Regions from separate parts of the Cricetulus griseus genome. Here region 1 is linked to region 2. Evidence: chromatin contacts called from public Micro-C data. All regions are on one chromosome and are shown on one strand. The core of a region is the stretch at or near the end of the contact, and the rest is flanking DNA. Distances in the headings are between cores, read along the strand shown. Region 1 holds the start of Znf438 (zinc finger protein 438). Region 2 holds the start of Zeb1 (zinc finger E-box-binding homeobox 1).

What was found. Hi-C and Micro-C count contacts between places; a contact is called where the count stands out from the background.
Region 1: a Micro-C map of the CHO-K1 cell line shows a contact between it and region 2, with 2.5 times the contacts expected there. The contact joins the promoter of Znf438 here to the promoter of Zeb1 in region 2. A contact is called at or near these places in 2 of 8 Hi-C or Micro-C datasets (the CHO-K1 cell line and fibroblasts).

What each region holds. Positions count from the first base shown.
Region 1 is chr3:209,028,387-209,035,197 of CriGri-PICRH-1.0, reverse strand. It overlaps Znf438 (zinc finger protein 438), which reads right to left and starts at 2,293. Exons shown (of 9, transcript XR_003483332.2): 1 at 1,821-2,293.
Region 2 is chr3:208,794,632-208,800,771 of CriGri-PICRH-1.0, reverse strand. It overlaps Zeb1 (zinc finger E-box-binding homeobox 1), which reads left to right and starts at 2,716. Exons shown (of 7, transcript XM_027405465.2): 1 at 2,716-2,827. The coding sequence starts at 2,770. LOC103163316 (a long non-coding RNA gene) reads right to left here and starts at 3,367. Exons shown (of 6, transcript XR_003483334.2): 1 at 3,002-3,367.

The sequences.
Region 1 (6,811 bases), core at 1,044-3,543, 230 kb before region 2:
TCAACACTTCTTTCTCCCTCCTTATTATGCTCTGAGCCAGAATAGTCATTTGGAACACAGCCTCTTAAATCAAATGACCTAAATTCAAATGGCAAAAATTATAGCAGTGCCAAATAAAACTAATGCAAATTTAGTAAAGTATGCAAGACTTTGAGTCTCTTAAAGCTTGAGTACACATCTAATGTGTGCCAGTTTCCTCATCTATAAAAGTGGAGGTAGTTTTCTTAGCTTAAAAGGTTATCGAATAGCATCCGGTGTTTAGAACTATGCCTTGCATACAGTAAATTTTTCAGGCCAGGTGGAAATTGAACCTGTGGAAATTTCTATTTCAATCCCAAGTGGAAACTGAACCCAGGGCCAGAGCTCTACCACTAAGCTACATATTCCTCAGTCCTATTTCTACCCAGGCTGACCCTAGACTCCATCTGCAGCCAAGGTATTCCTTGAACTTGTGATTCTCCTGACTCGGCCTCCCAAGGAACTTGAAAGCCACTAGCTAGGCTCCTGCTGGGCTCCTACCCCACCTCAGAACAACTCAACTGCCCCCTCCTCTGAACGGTCTTCCCTGACAGACTATTTAAAACAATTTCCACTGTTCCCTCACCATCCTTTTACCTTCATTTCACTGCACTCACCCCGATGTGAAACAATTTTATGTGCCTATTCCTTATTGTCTATCTCTCCACTTTAACTGAACTCTAAGGTTCCAAGACTTAGATGACTTGTCTCTGGAAAGTTACTAACATAACAAAACTCAAAAGTCCTGCTTTGATTCGAAGGGCCCTCTATAAGGATACAACACACTCCACTGAATTCTCAGAAATGTGGCCTCTTAATCTACTTTATAAATCCACCCTAGGGCATGTATATTCCCTTCAAAGTTCCTGACAAGTTCTTGCCCCAGAAGTGTTACAATGTTATAACTAAATCTTCAGTAAGGCAAGAGTTAGCTAAACTATATACACATACAAGTTGACTCTACCTATTTGTGTTGAATATAATCTTCTAGTTCTGGGCTGCTAAAAACTTTTTTTTCTGTAAAACTAGATGGGTCGGAGCAACGTATTGCCACGATCTCTGTGATAGTGATAGTACTTATTTCTTGATCCCTGATCAATGAATGCAACAGCTGAGATACCTTCAGGTTCAAAAGTCAGATGGGTCGGAGTAAGAGGTATGGGAAGGAGACAAAGCCCTAAGAAAGATCCTTACATACAAATGGGTTACCATATTCCTCAGAATAATCAATATTTGCATAAGCGTTGTGTAGGATTGCATAGCTTGGGTTAGTTCACAGGGTCTCAACGCATTGTGGCCCCATGGAAAGGAAAATGGAGGCAAGCTGGAAGGCAACACAGCATGTAACTTGTCATCAGCCACCTGGGCATCTGCAAAATGTCAAAGGAAGGTGGGCACAGGGCTGCTAGTCTTTGAAGGGACTCTCCATCCCAGGCTGACCAAGCATGCCCTACTGCAAGATGAGAATGGAGACTGGGAATCTAATCTCTTTATCGACGAATTTTAAGGAGAGCCTCGCCAGTTCCCCGTTCCCAGGCCTTAATCACCCGCTCTTAGCTGTCACAGGCCAGAGGGAAAGGTGCTGGCCAGGCTCAGGAGCGGCCTCGCCTCCACAAGCCGGCGGTCCCGGGAGGGCGCGCTCCCACTTGGGGCGATCACCGACCGGGCGTCACGTTCGGTGGCTCCCGGGTCTCCCGAGGCTCCCCGGTGCCCGCGGCCAATACCGCGACCGTGACAGCGAGCAGCCCTCAGGCCCCGCGAGCCCCGCAAGCCAAGCTGCTGCAGGATCCTCGCAAACTTACAGTTTTCCTACTGCGTACGCGTCACGGCGGGGTGACGTCACGGGCGGCGTTCAACGAGGTCAGCTCGCGGGCGCGGCGCTCTGGCCCGGGCCCCGCCTCCAGCCAGCGACGGGAGACGCCCCGTCCCGCCCCGCCCGGACGGCGCGCAAGCGCACACCGCTAGCTGCCGCGTGCCCATGGGCTTCGCAGGCAGGCGCGCCCAGGTAGCCGCTCTTCACCATCTTCACACAGCCGCTGAGGCGAGAAGGTCCGGGGTAGATGGAAGGGGAGAGACCCACGAGAACGAGCGGGACGAAAGGGTTCTTACGTAGTTCTCCCGCAGACACTGACTTCCTCCTCTCACCTGTTCACTAAAACTTCTACACGTTTGGTAACAGACACTTGCTGTCCACCAGGGGCCTATGGGCTCTCCGCCCGGGTCACAGGGGCAACGCTCCCATGGGCCCTTGCGCTGTCCCACTTCTGCCCCCTCAAGCCCCTCCCGCCCGCGCCCAGCTAGACAAGCCACGCCCTCTCCAGCCCAACCAGAGCGAGCCCCGCCTATGCGCGGCCCGCCCACGTCCGGGTAAGCCCCGCCCCCGAGACACGCCCTTCCGGCTCCGGCTCGTCGGGTCTACTGTTGCGGAGCGGCCCCTCCCTCCCAGGGCACTGTCAACTTCCCTCTGCTGGAGGAATTTCTTCTTCTACCCTTCCAACTGCATTTCCCTTTTTGACCCAAGGAAACCTTTTACAAGTCACCTGTTAAGTTTAACAAGTAGTGACCCGAGTAAACTTAACAGCCTCCCTTCCCACGTGACAAAAACCCGGCTCTAGCTCTGGCTAAAAGACCACTGCAAAGAAAGTGAAGGCAGAGAGTGGACCATAGAATCTGAGGACGAATTCGGCTTCATAGAAGCCCCATGTTACTCCTTCATGCAGAAAAAAGTAAACCTTGTGGTTAAGCAGAAAAGACAAGCAGTTCAAATTGTCTTGCAGCAAACATAAAATGCCTTGGGGAAAAAAACTAGCACCTAGAAGAGGAAATATTGAAAATACTGAGGATCACTTTTTATAATTTAGAGACAAATAGCCAGGTCAGAGGTTTTGCAGGGCAGCTCCTGTGTATATTTAAATCTAAAACAATGGTCTGTTTACACTTTTCCTTGGGAGTGATGACTGGGAAACTGGTAGCTTTTAAACAGAGATGGGACCTGGTTGAAAATCAGCTTCTAAGAAGAAGCAGGAGAGCATACATAATTTAACAATACTTTTATTTTGTGCAACAATATAGAAAAATTAGCGTTGTAAAAACTTTCACGTATCTCTAAATAGGGGTATTTATTTTTCATTAAGAACAACTTTAAGATCAAGGCTTCTATATCATTTCTCTAAACAGGAATTTTTCTAAGTGATCTTCCAGCTAATGTTTCAGATTCTCCCACAGGCATCTAATTTTTTTAAGAGTAGAAATCATATGTGCCAAATGTTTTAAATGTTTTTAGTATAGGGCATGATAAAGAATATTCTTTGATCATTTGATTATTCAGTGTTTTTTCCCCTAATGCCACAAGTTCGTTTGTTTTGTAGGATTTGTGTTCAAGTGTGTGTGTGTGTGTGTGTGTGTGTGTGTGTGTGCAGGCCTATGTGTACCATGGTATATATGTGGAGGTCAGAGAACAGCCTGAGTTGTGGGTCCTACCTGGACTTCCACCTTGTTTGAGCCAAGTTCTCTGTGTTTGCTGCTGGGCTGTAAATTAGCCAGAGATTCTCCTTGCTCCTCCTCCCATCTTGCTACAGGAGCACTTCGATTACAGATTGTAGTTATTCTCAAGATTTTAACTCAGGTCCTTGCAAGCGCTTTACCCACTGAGCCATCTCCCCGTCCCACAAGTGTATTTTTAGAAATATGTATTTCTTCCTGCAAAAAAAGAAGGAAATGTGATAAACAAAAAGACTGAGAAGGGAACTTGAATGTCAAATAGAATTTTTCAGGAAATGGCTAAGAAGTACAATCTAAATATGTGAAGTATCTTTAATGTGGGATACATTTGCCTTTAAAAATATACTCACATAGAAGCACAGTAAGATTTGGTGGCGCTTCTGTATAAGCTGGAATTTGGTCTAAATGAGTAATGAGAAGCTAGCACTGAAAGTATTCATATTAGAGGGAAGGGCTGCAGGCAGAGCTGCCTTCCAGGTTCAGCTCTGGAAGCACTAAACATTATAGTCTTGGGGGGTGGGGCTTTATCCTTGAGATTCTTTCATTTGATATCTGTTGCCCCTAGCTATCTACTTTCCAGAGTCTTTTACTTCAACACACATAATATTTCCTTTGGTTTTACTTAGCAACCTGAATAGAGCCCCGCCCTTCCCTTAAAAAAAAAAACTAATACTAGAGAGAAATTTAAAAAGTAAAGAAATACAATGGCTAATGTTTCCTAGGTGTTAGATACCAAGCTCCATATTGCCTCATTTAATCCTTGAAACTGAGTATTACTGCAATTATTCCCACCTTACCCACTGGGCAAGCAGGATTGTAGGAGATCATTACAGGTGCTGAGTAGCAGAAGCAAGACTTGAAACTCCCTAATCCACACTCATAATAATACTGATTTGTATAGTTTCATGCAAAAAAAGAAAAACCACACAATTCAAGAAATCCAAGGAATATTATGTAAAATTTGAAAACACTGACCACAGTGTATCACTGCCTTCACAATTTCCCATTCTGTTTCCAGCAGATGGTTCTGTTTTTAAGGTGCTCACTATGGCCAGTAAGTTAATTTTGTGATTCATTAATGCATTACCATCTTATGGATTATAAAACATTAAATTACTGCTTTATCCCATGTAAGAATAATTTAGGCCAGTCATGCTGACATATGTCTTCAATCGTAGTACTCTGGAGGCAGTGATAGACAGATCTATGTGAGTTCAAGACCAGCCTGGTCTGTGTAGTGAGTTATAGGCCAGCCAGAGACTCTATGTCAGAAAATGAAGAGGAGGAAGAGGAGGGGGGGAGGACCAGGAATCTTTCTGAAAATTGCCTCCTCCACCTGACTGTAAACTCTGAGAGTATGGACGGTGCTGGTTTAGATTAACATCAGATCCTCTTTTAATAGCTGTGTCTGTCATGCTCTAAGTAGGCAACATGTGTGGGGATGATGGCCTACATGGACTCAAACACTGGATGGGCATGTTGGCACATGGTCTATAATCCCAGTACTTAGGAGACTGAGACAGGAAAATCACAAGTTTGAGGCCAGTCTCAAAACAAAAATCCAAAGGCTGGGTAGGTTTCTTACTCAACATGCTAGCTGTTTTCACAAAGAGTAACCCGGCACTAAATCAACCAAAGGTATATACTGAGAAGGAAAGTCCTTTAGGAAGAGAAACATATACAATGTAGCATAACACTGAAACACTGAAATGCATTGGCTCTTTCCTCTGGGCTCTCCTTACAGACATAGTAACTTCTCCAAATTTCAGAAATAGGTAGATTTGTGTGCTGGTTAGGTTTTTGTCAACTTGACACAAGCCAGAGTCCTCGGGGAAGAGGGAAACTAAGAATGCCTCTGTCAAATTGGCCTGCAGGCAAGCCTGTGGTGCATTTTCTTGATTAAGGATTTATATGAGAGGGCACAGTGCACTGTGGGTGGTGCCACCCCTGGGCTGCTGGTTCTGAGAGAGGAGGCTGAGCATACCATGGGAGCATGCCAGCAAATAGCCCTCTTCTCTGGCCTTTTTGCCCTGACTTCCCTTGATGGACTTCAACCTGGAAGACAACATAAACCATTTCCTCCCCAAACTGTTTTTGGTAATTATGTTTATCACAACAATAGAAAACTAACACACTTCCTAAATTTTATCCTTGATCAATGTCTTGGTTGGGTGTTGCTCTCCTAGGAACTCAGGGGGGTCAGTTCAGGCCACTTGGAGCTTTTTTTTTCTTAGTATGCCATCACCTGGAAAAGCTAAACAGACACTGAGGGATCACACTGAGTAATGAGTTCTCTTAAATAAAGGATTTAGGACAAAAGATGCCCTGGTAGCAAAAGTGTGTGTCAGGGGAGCAGACTGAGAAAACAAGCAACCCTTGTCAATCTCCTAATGGAGTCTGGAGCCAGCTGTATGATTTTGAGTGAGTTGATAATTTAAAGAAGCAAGCTGCCTGGTGGTGTGTGCTGGAGTCAGAGACCTAGAAGACCATGCAGGAGAAGGTGTCAGAAATGTTTGAAATTCTGCAAGAAAAATGGACTTCACCTAGTACAGTCTATTGTCCCATATAACCACTGTATTAGGTGGAATGTGCTGGCTTCCAGGCCTTTATATATTCTATTCTCAGGAATATTTCTTTCCTTCTCCAATTGGAGAAGGTCTACTCCCCTGCAAGTCCAACATAAGTCATTAATGACCACTGCTCGTTATAGTCCCTTTTTGCTAGACACTTCCTATGCCCAAGGCACTACTAAGCCTTCTGTGAACAGCTCTGTGGGATAGCTCCTTCTAGTCTCCTATTTTACAGATGAAGAATAAAGTGATTCAGGGACTTTCCCTAGGTCATGAGACCTACCAACCCTGCATGCATTGATGTCTTAGTCCTCACTGAGGGGGTATTTGGAGTTAGAGTCCAGGAGGTAAGGTTAAATGAGGCCAGAAGGATAGGGTCCTAATCCAGCAAGAATGAGGGCTATATAAGAAAAGGAAGACTGTTCCTTCTCTGAGGACACTGGAAGAAGACAACCATCTGCTAAGGAAAAAAGAGGTCTCCAGCAGGGACCATTTCGGTGGGACCTCCATGTTGCACTCTGCTAGCCAGAAACATGAGAAATAGTTCCTGTATAGGCTGGAAATTCAGACAGTTCAAGTAGAGGTCCACCTGTCAAAGTGATCTAGCTCACAATTCTTTTTTAAATTAAAAAATTGTTATTACTATTTTATAAGGATGAGCATTTGCCTGCATATATGTTTGAGCAACATGTGCATGTTTGGTGTCCATGGAGGCCAGAAAC
Region 2 (6,140 bases), core at 1,467-3,966:
CTCCCACCACCACACACACTAAATCAGTAACCACAGAAGAAACAAAGTATCTTGTGCTATTTGTTTTCGTGTGCCTATGGCTGTTAGCTGAAGAACACAGAAGGGTTTACAAGCCAGAAAAAGAACTGGATGTGTGACACCTCCCAAGTTTAAGGGAAGGTAAAACATGCAGTAGAGTAAATCTTATATATTTTTTTTCCTTTTGGCCGGAAACAAGGTGAGTGTAAAAAAGTGGAAACTATATAAGTTCTGGTATAAGACAAAAGTTTATGATCTGATTTAGAGATCAGCTGAGGCCTGGTCATGGCTCACTCTTGTGATGCCAGCTACTCTTGATGCTAAAGCAGGGGCTCCCAAGCGCAAGGGCCCAGCCACAGGTGATCCAAGGCCACAAACCCAAGGGTACCATTCTGACTCACAGGTGTTTTTGGTTAACATGGTACTGAGGAAAAGAAGCACTGCCTGTTTTTACAAAGATCAAGAAAAAGTCTATTTTTGCCATGAGTACAGATCTGATGTGCAAAGAACATGTGTAATCCCATCATTCAGACACAATAAATGTGGGAAGGTTTTCATCTATAGTTAGCACTTTTAAGATTACCACGTGCGCTCAGAGATGACCTATAGTCCGTGATGGTAAGATTTCTTTATTCAGGAAAACACCAGAGCAAAACACAGGCCAGAGCAAGCTTACAGGAACCAAGCTAGCCTGGCTAGAGAGAAGGGGGCCAAGGTCTCCACGTGCAGCCCTTAAGAATCTTCCCGCCCAGATCCCAGGTCCACCTGGCACCTGTCCAGTTGCTATTGGGCGGGGCTAGGGTGTCTCCCTACATAGCACTTTTTAATTACTGGACTTTGGCTGTACACTTAACTTCAGTTTAATGACTTTTTTGTTTATTTTTGTTTTTTCGAGACAGGGTTTCTCTGTAGCTTTGGAGGCTGTCCTGGAACTAGCTCTTGTAGACCAGGCTGGTCTTGAACTCACAGAGATACACCTGCCTCTACCTCCCTAGTGCTGGGTTAAAGGTGTGCCCCACCAACAGCTGGCTAATGACTCTCTTAACACTGGGGGTTGGAGGGTGTTTTTTGGGAGTAGACAGACTCTCACTAAACAGAGTTGGTCTGAGACTTGTGACCTTCCTGTCTCTACCTCCCATAAGCATAGACTGCTGGTATATGTCACCATGACTAGTCACACAATATCCTGCCTCTGGCACGGCAAAATCTGTTGGCAGAAATTTATCAAGAAGCTTTCATGCATCAGCACTGTGCTGGTTTAGTATATTATTCCTTATACTCCAAGGCATGTTTCAGTTGTTTCTATCCACAACTCTCCCATTTATACACTAACATTTAATAATTACATATTTGAAATAATGGCTTAGGTCATTTATCTCATAAAGTTGCCCCATACAATTCCCCCTTTAAAAGGGGTGGGAAACAGGGAGAGAAAGGTAAATTTACTTTTCTTGTTTCTTAATTAAATCATTTGAAGTGGGAAGGCCCATTTCTAGCCCAGATCTTTCTTTTCTTTGTTTTTTTTTTTTTGGGGGGGGGGGTGTTTCAAGATAGGGTTTCTCCGTGTAGCTTTGGAGCCTATCCTGGCACTCTCTCTGTAGACCAGGCTGGCCTCGAACTCACGGAGAGCCGGCTGCCTCCGCCTCCCAAGTGCTGGGATTAAAGGCGTGACCCACCAACGCCTGTCGAGAAAGGTAAACTTAAATCCTAATTACTGAAGACGAGAATCAAGGCATTTTGGGTCTTGTACAAAGTCACGGACTTCAGGTAAAAATCAGCCTCAGCTTTGCTTTTAGCCTCGAGGACACTGTACTGCTCAGATGTGTGTGTGTGTGAAACTCTAGCTATTTTGAGGCAGAGCTCCACTGTAGTGCAGGCTGGCCTCGAACACTTGGCCATCCTCCTGCCTCACACTCTCTCTCTCTCTGGCACTTGGGATTAATACGTTTTCCAGGACTGCTCTCCTAGGGTGCTTATGCCTCAAGGGCGAGTCTCAAGGCCCACAGCCTGGCCACCCTGGGACCCCTGCAGGGCGGGGTAGGCAAGGTGACAGCAGGTGAGGTAGGCGCGGATGAGGAAGTGAGCCTGGCACCGTGCGGGGATTACTCATGCTGCTTTCCTGAGAGCGGAATTTCTCGCCTCCTTCTCTGTCCAGATGAAGTTCAACCCAACTGCTGTCACTTCCCGTCCGGGTAGGCCGGGGAAACCCGCGCGTCTGTGGGAGGGGAGGGGAGTCAGGCAGAACTGGCCAGGTAGCTCGCCGCGCGTCCACGCTGCCCACGTCCCCGGCGCGCACGCGCGGCTCGCCGCGCCGACAGCTGGAGCGCGCGGCATCCGAGGAGTGCGCACCCGTCCGCGGGGGTCTGCGCGCGGGTGTGGCCCACGCCGCCAGCTCCACCTGGTCCACGAGGCCACCCTGTCGCCTCCCGGCCCGGTCCCCGGGGTGTCAGCACCCTCCTCTGTCACCCCATCACACCTGAGCAAAACTTTTCCCTCGCCTCCCCAATTCAAACTCCGCAGCGTCCGAAGCTGCCGCAAACCGCCCCGGCCCTAGCAACAAGGTTCCGGCCGTAGAGCGAGCGCCGCTAGGTGTTAGGAAGGTGATGTCGTAAAGCCGCGAGTGTCGTAAACCAGGTGCGGTGGGGAGGGGGAGGGGTGGAGGCGGCGGGTGTGGGGGGGGGAAGGGGAGGGAGGGAGGGAGGGAGGAGGGGGAGGAGGTGACTCGAGCATTTAGACACAAGCGAGAGGATCATGGCGGATGGCCCCAGGTGTAAGCGCAGAAAGCAGGCGAACCCGCGGCGCAATAACGGTGAGTGGCGGAGGGGCCCGGCGCGGCGGCGGGCAGCGGGCGGCCGGGCGAGGGGCGCTGGGCCGAGCGGGCCGGGGGCGGCGGCGGGGCCGGGCCGAGTGGAGTGGGAAAGTAAAGTAGTGCGCCCCGCTGCCGCCGCCGCCGCGGCCGCCGTCCTGGACCGTTATGTCTTACCTGCCTCTGCGCCTAGCGGCTCGCGCGGCCGCCGGGGACCGTTAGCCGCGCCGCATCCCGCCGCCGCGCCCGGCCACTTTTCCGCCCGCGGGTGGAGCGGCTGTTGCTTCTTTCCGCACTTTCTCCACTCTTGCCGCCCCTCGGCGTCTCCCCGCGCGCGATCCTCCCTCCGCGCAGGCCGCGGCGGCGGGGAACAAACTTGCGGCGGGCGGGCGGGCGCGCGGGCTGCGGGGCGGGCGGGCGGGAGAGGACGGGCGGCCGCGGGCCGGTTGCGTGTCGGCTGCGTGTCGGCCGTGCGCGCGTGTGCGCGGGAGCGGGCGCTGCGCGCCGGGTCGGGCGCCCGCGGTAAAGTTGCGCCTCGCGCGCTCGCGGGCTGGCGGGCGGGCGGGCGGGGATGGGGACGCGCGGGGACGCCGCTAGCCGGGCGCTCGCGGGGCTGGAAGTCGGCGCGTGCGGTGACCGTCGTGGGCTGAGCAGGGTCGGGCGGCTCCTAGCTGCTGCTGCCGTGGGGCGAGCGTGTGCGTGGACTCGCCGCCTGCCGCTCGCCGCCGGGAAGCAGCACAAGACTGGTCGGGACGCCCGGGCAGCCCGAGTCCCCGCGGGCACGGGGCTGTGTGCATGCGCCTGGCTTTGACTCTTTCGGTTTGGGGAAGTTGTTACCTGGGCCGGACGCGCGAGCCGAGGGCAGATAATGGGAGTTGGGCTGGCGCTCGGGGTCGCGAGTGGGGCGGGTGGGGGAGGGGGCGGGCGGCCCGACGGGCGCACGGGGCTGCGGCTGGCGGTGCAGCTGCGCGGGGTATTGATTTGCGCGAATGTGCCAGGGAAATACTCCTTGGCCTGGCTGCAGAGTTTTTTGTTGTTGTTGTTGTTGTTAGTGGTGGTGGTCTTTTTGTTTTTGTTTTGTTTTTTAAGAAAGAGGGAAAGCCACAGGCACCAGGAGAGAGCGCGACACCCGGACCTGTATCGGTGGGTGCATCGTGGGCTCTCCCAGCGTGGGGAGGCGAAAGAGTTGCTGGATGGTGCCTCTCCTAGGCGAGTGTGTGCTCTCGGCTCGCGGCGCGGACAGCCGTCTGCTCTTGGTCATTGTCTGGACAGTCCCTGCGGCGGCGGCCCGGGGGGATGCCCCCGCCCGGGTACCTGTGTGTGGTGATGGGCGGCCACAGCCCTGTGCTGCTGTGGCCGCTGCTATATAAGGAATTCCTCGTGCCTTTCGCACCCGGTGGCTCCGTGGGGCTCCCGCGGGGCGTTAAACGACGAGGGTTTTTTTGTTTTGTTTTGTTTTTTAAGAATGGGGGAATAAATGCGCCCCTGATGGCATCGATGTGGCGTCCGGAGAACTAGGAAATCCTGTTTAAGTGGCAACCCTGGCGCGCCCCCCGCGCCCCACCCCCGCCTGGTCTGTCTTGCTCCCTCCCCTCCGGGATGCCAAACGCCAGGTTTTGTAACCTTTCCTGGCAATTTTAGATTTTGTGTGGGATTTCCTGTCTAGAAACAGATAGGAAGATTTTAGGCTGTTCCAAAGAGGTTTCCTCTCTGTTGTAAACACATTTTGAATATATCTGTGCCTACATTAAAATCCCCGCTGCCATGAATGATTTTTCAGTTGTTCAGAAAAACGTTGCGTTTCAGAGAAGCCTGTTCGTTCAGAGGGAAAGGTGTGTAGCGTCATTGTGGAGAGGTGACTGGTTGTGGCAAGGACCCGAGCACAGGCTACTGCAATTGTAATTTCCTGCTTCTAGCGTCAAATAGTGTCTGTTCTACATTGAGCTGTTGCCGCTATTGCTGATGTGGCTTTATGAAAGGTAAGTTGGTTAGAAAAGGGCTGTTCGTTGACCTTACCTTATTTAAAATGTTGATCGCCAGAGAAAGGGGCTTTTCTTGTTGCTGACGACATGTGTGTGACATGTGAGTCTGAACCACCCAGCGTCTGTGCAGCTGCTGTAAACATGTTTACCTGAACAGGAAAGAATGGATTTTTCTCCTAGAGATCCTGTGATATTAATATCACACACATAAGGCATATCAACAGATGACTTAAGGGTGAAAAGCTATCCCGAAAGGTGCTTGAAATCAACAGGAAAGAGATTCTTGATCGCTGCAGCAAATGGCAACTTGTGCAGGTAGAAAAAAGATGGTGTTTAGTTTTCTCCTGCATGTATGTCAGCCCCCTCCTGTTTGCCGCCTTCCTTCTCAGGGGAGGGATTTATTTACCACGTTTGCTGTCAGTGTTCTTCCTTTGTGTTTAATATTAGAAAAACAGATTTGGGGCTCTTGAGCCTGAAATGTCTTGACTGCAGTATGCATTACTCCGAGAAAACAAAAGGTGTGTGAGATAGCGCTGTGCTACCACAGGTATCTTCCATTTTCATCACTTTTGGCTCTCTCTTTGTATTTCTTTTTGTTCTCTAATGCTTTCATCCATCGCTGACCGTTGCAGCCATGCTGTTTGATTTAGCTGCTATTTTTGCAAATTTAAAATGAAGTTATATGCATTGTGTTGTGAAATCTGGGAATAGGTGCTGACTGATATTTCTTAGCAACGCAGTCATATTTAAGTTGCAGTTGTTTGGGGAGAGAATTATCTGGAAAGATATTAACTCTTAAATTTTATTTAAATGAATAAATAGTGGTGTATACAGTAGGAGATAGTAATAGAGATATTTTGTTATTTATGTATAGATTATATTTGTATTCAATTTTTGAAATAAGGTATATAGATTTTACAGCTAAGCCAGCAGCAAAACATTTTTATTTCCTTCCTAGAATGTGTCTGCAGGCTAGGATACTGATGACAGCATCAAAAACTATAACTTAACAAGGGTGTAGCAATTGAGCAGGTTTGGCTAGATCATCAAACCTTCTGTGGGGACAATATGGTAATGATGCTAGCCATCTAAAGGAATGGCATTACAGTTGCTAAAATTGATTTTTCTGTTTATAGTTTAATGCTTTGTTGTATTTAGAAATATTTCTCTTTCCCAAAGTTCTATTCTATGTGATGTTTTCCTTCCCCCTTTTTATTGTTGACAAATGAGCTCTGGCTCCCAGTGACTACATGCTGACTAATTCACCTTAGATGGAATAGCAGGCACATACCTTTCTATCATTAGCACCATTTCTTCTTGCTGTCTTTGGAAAC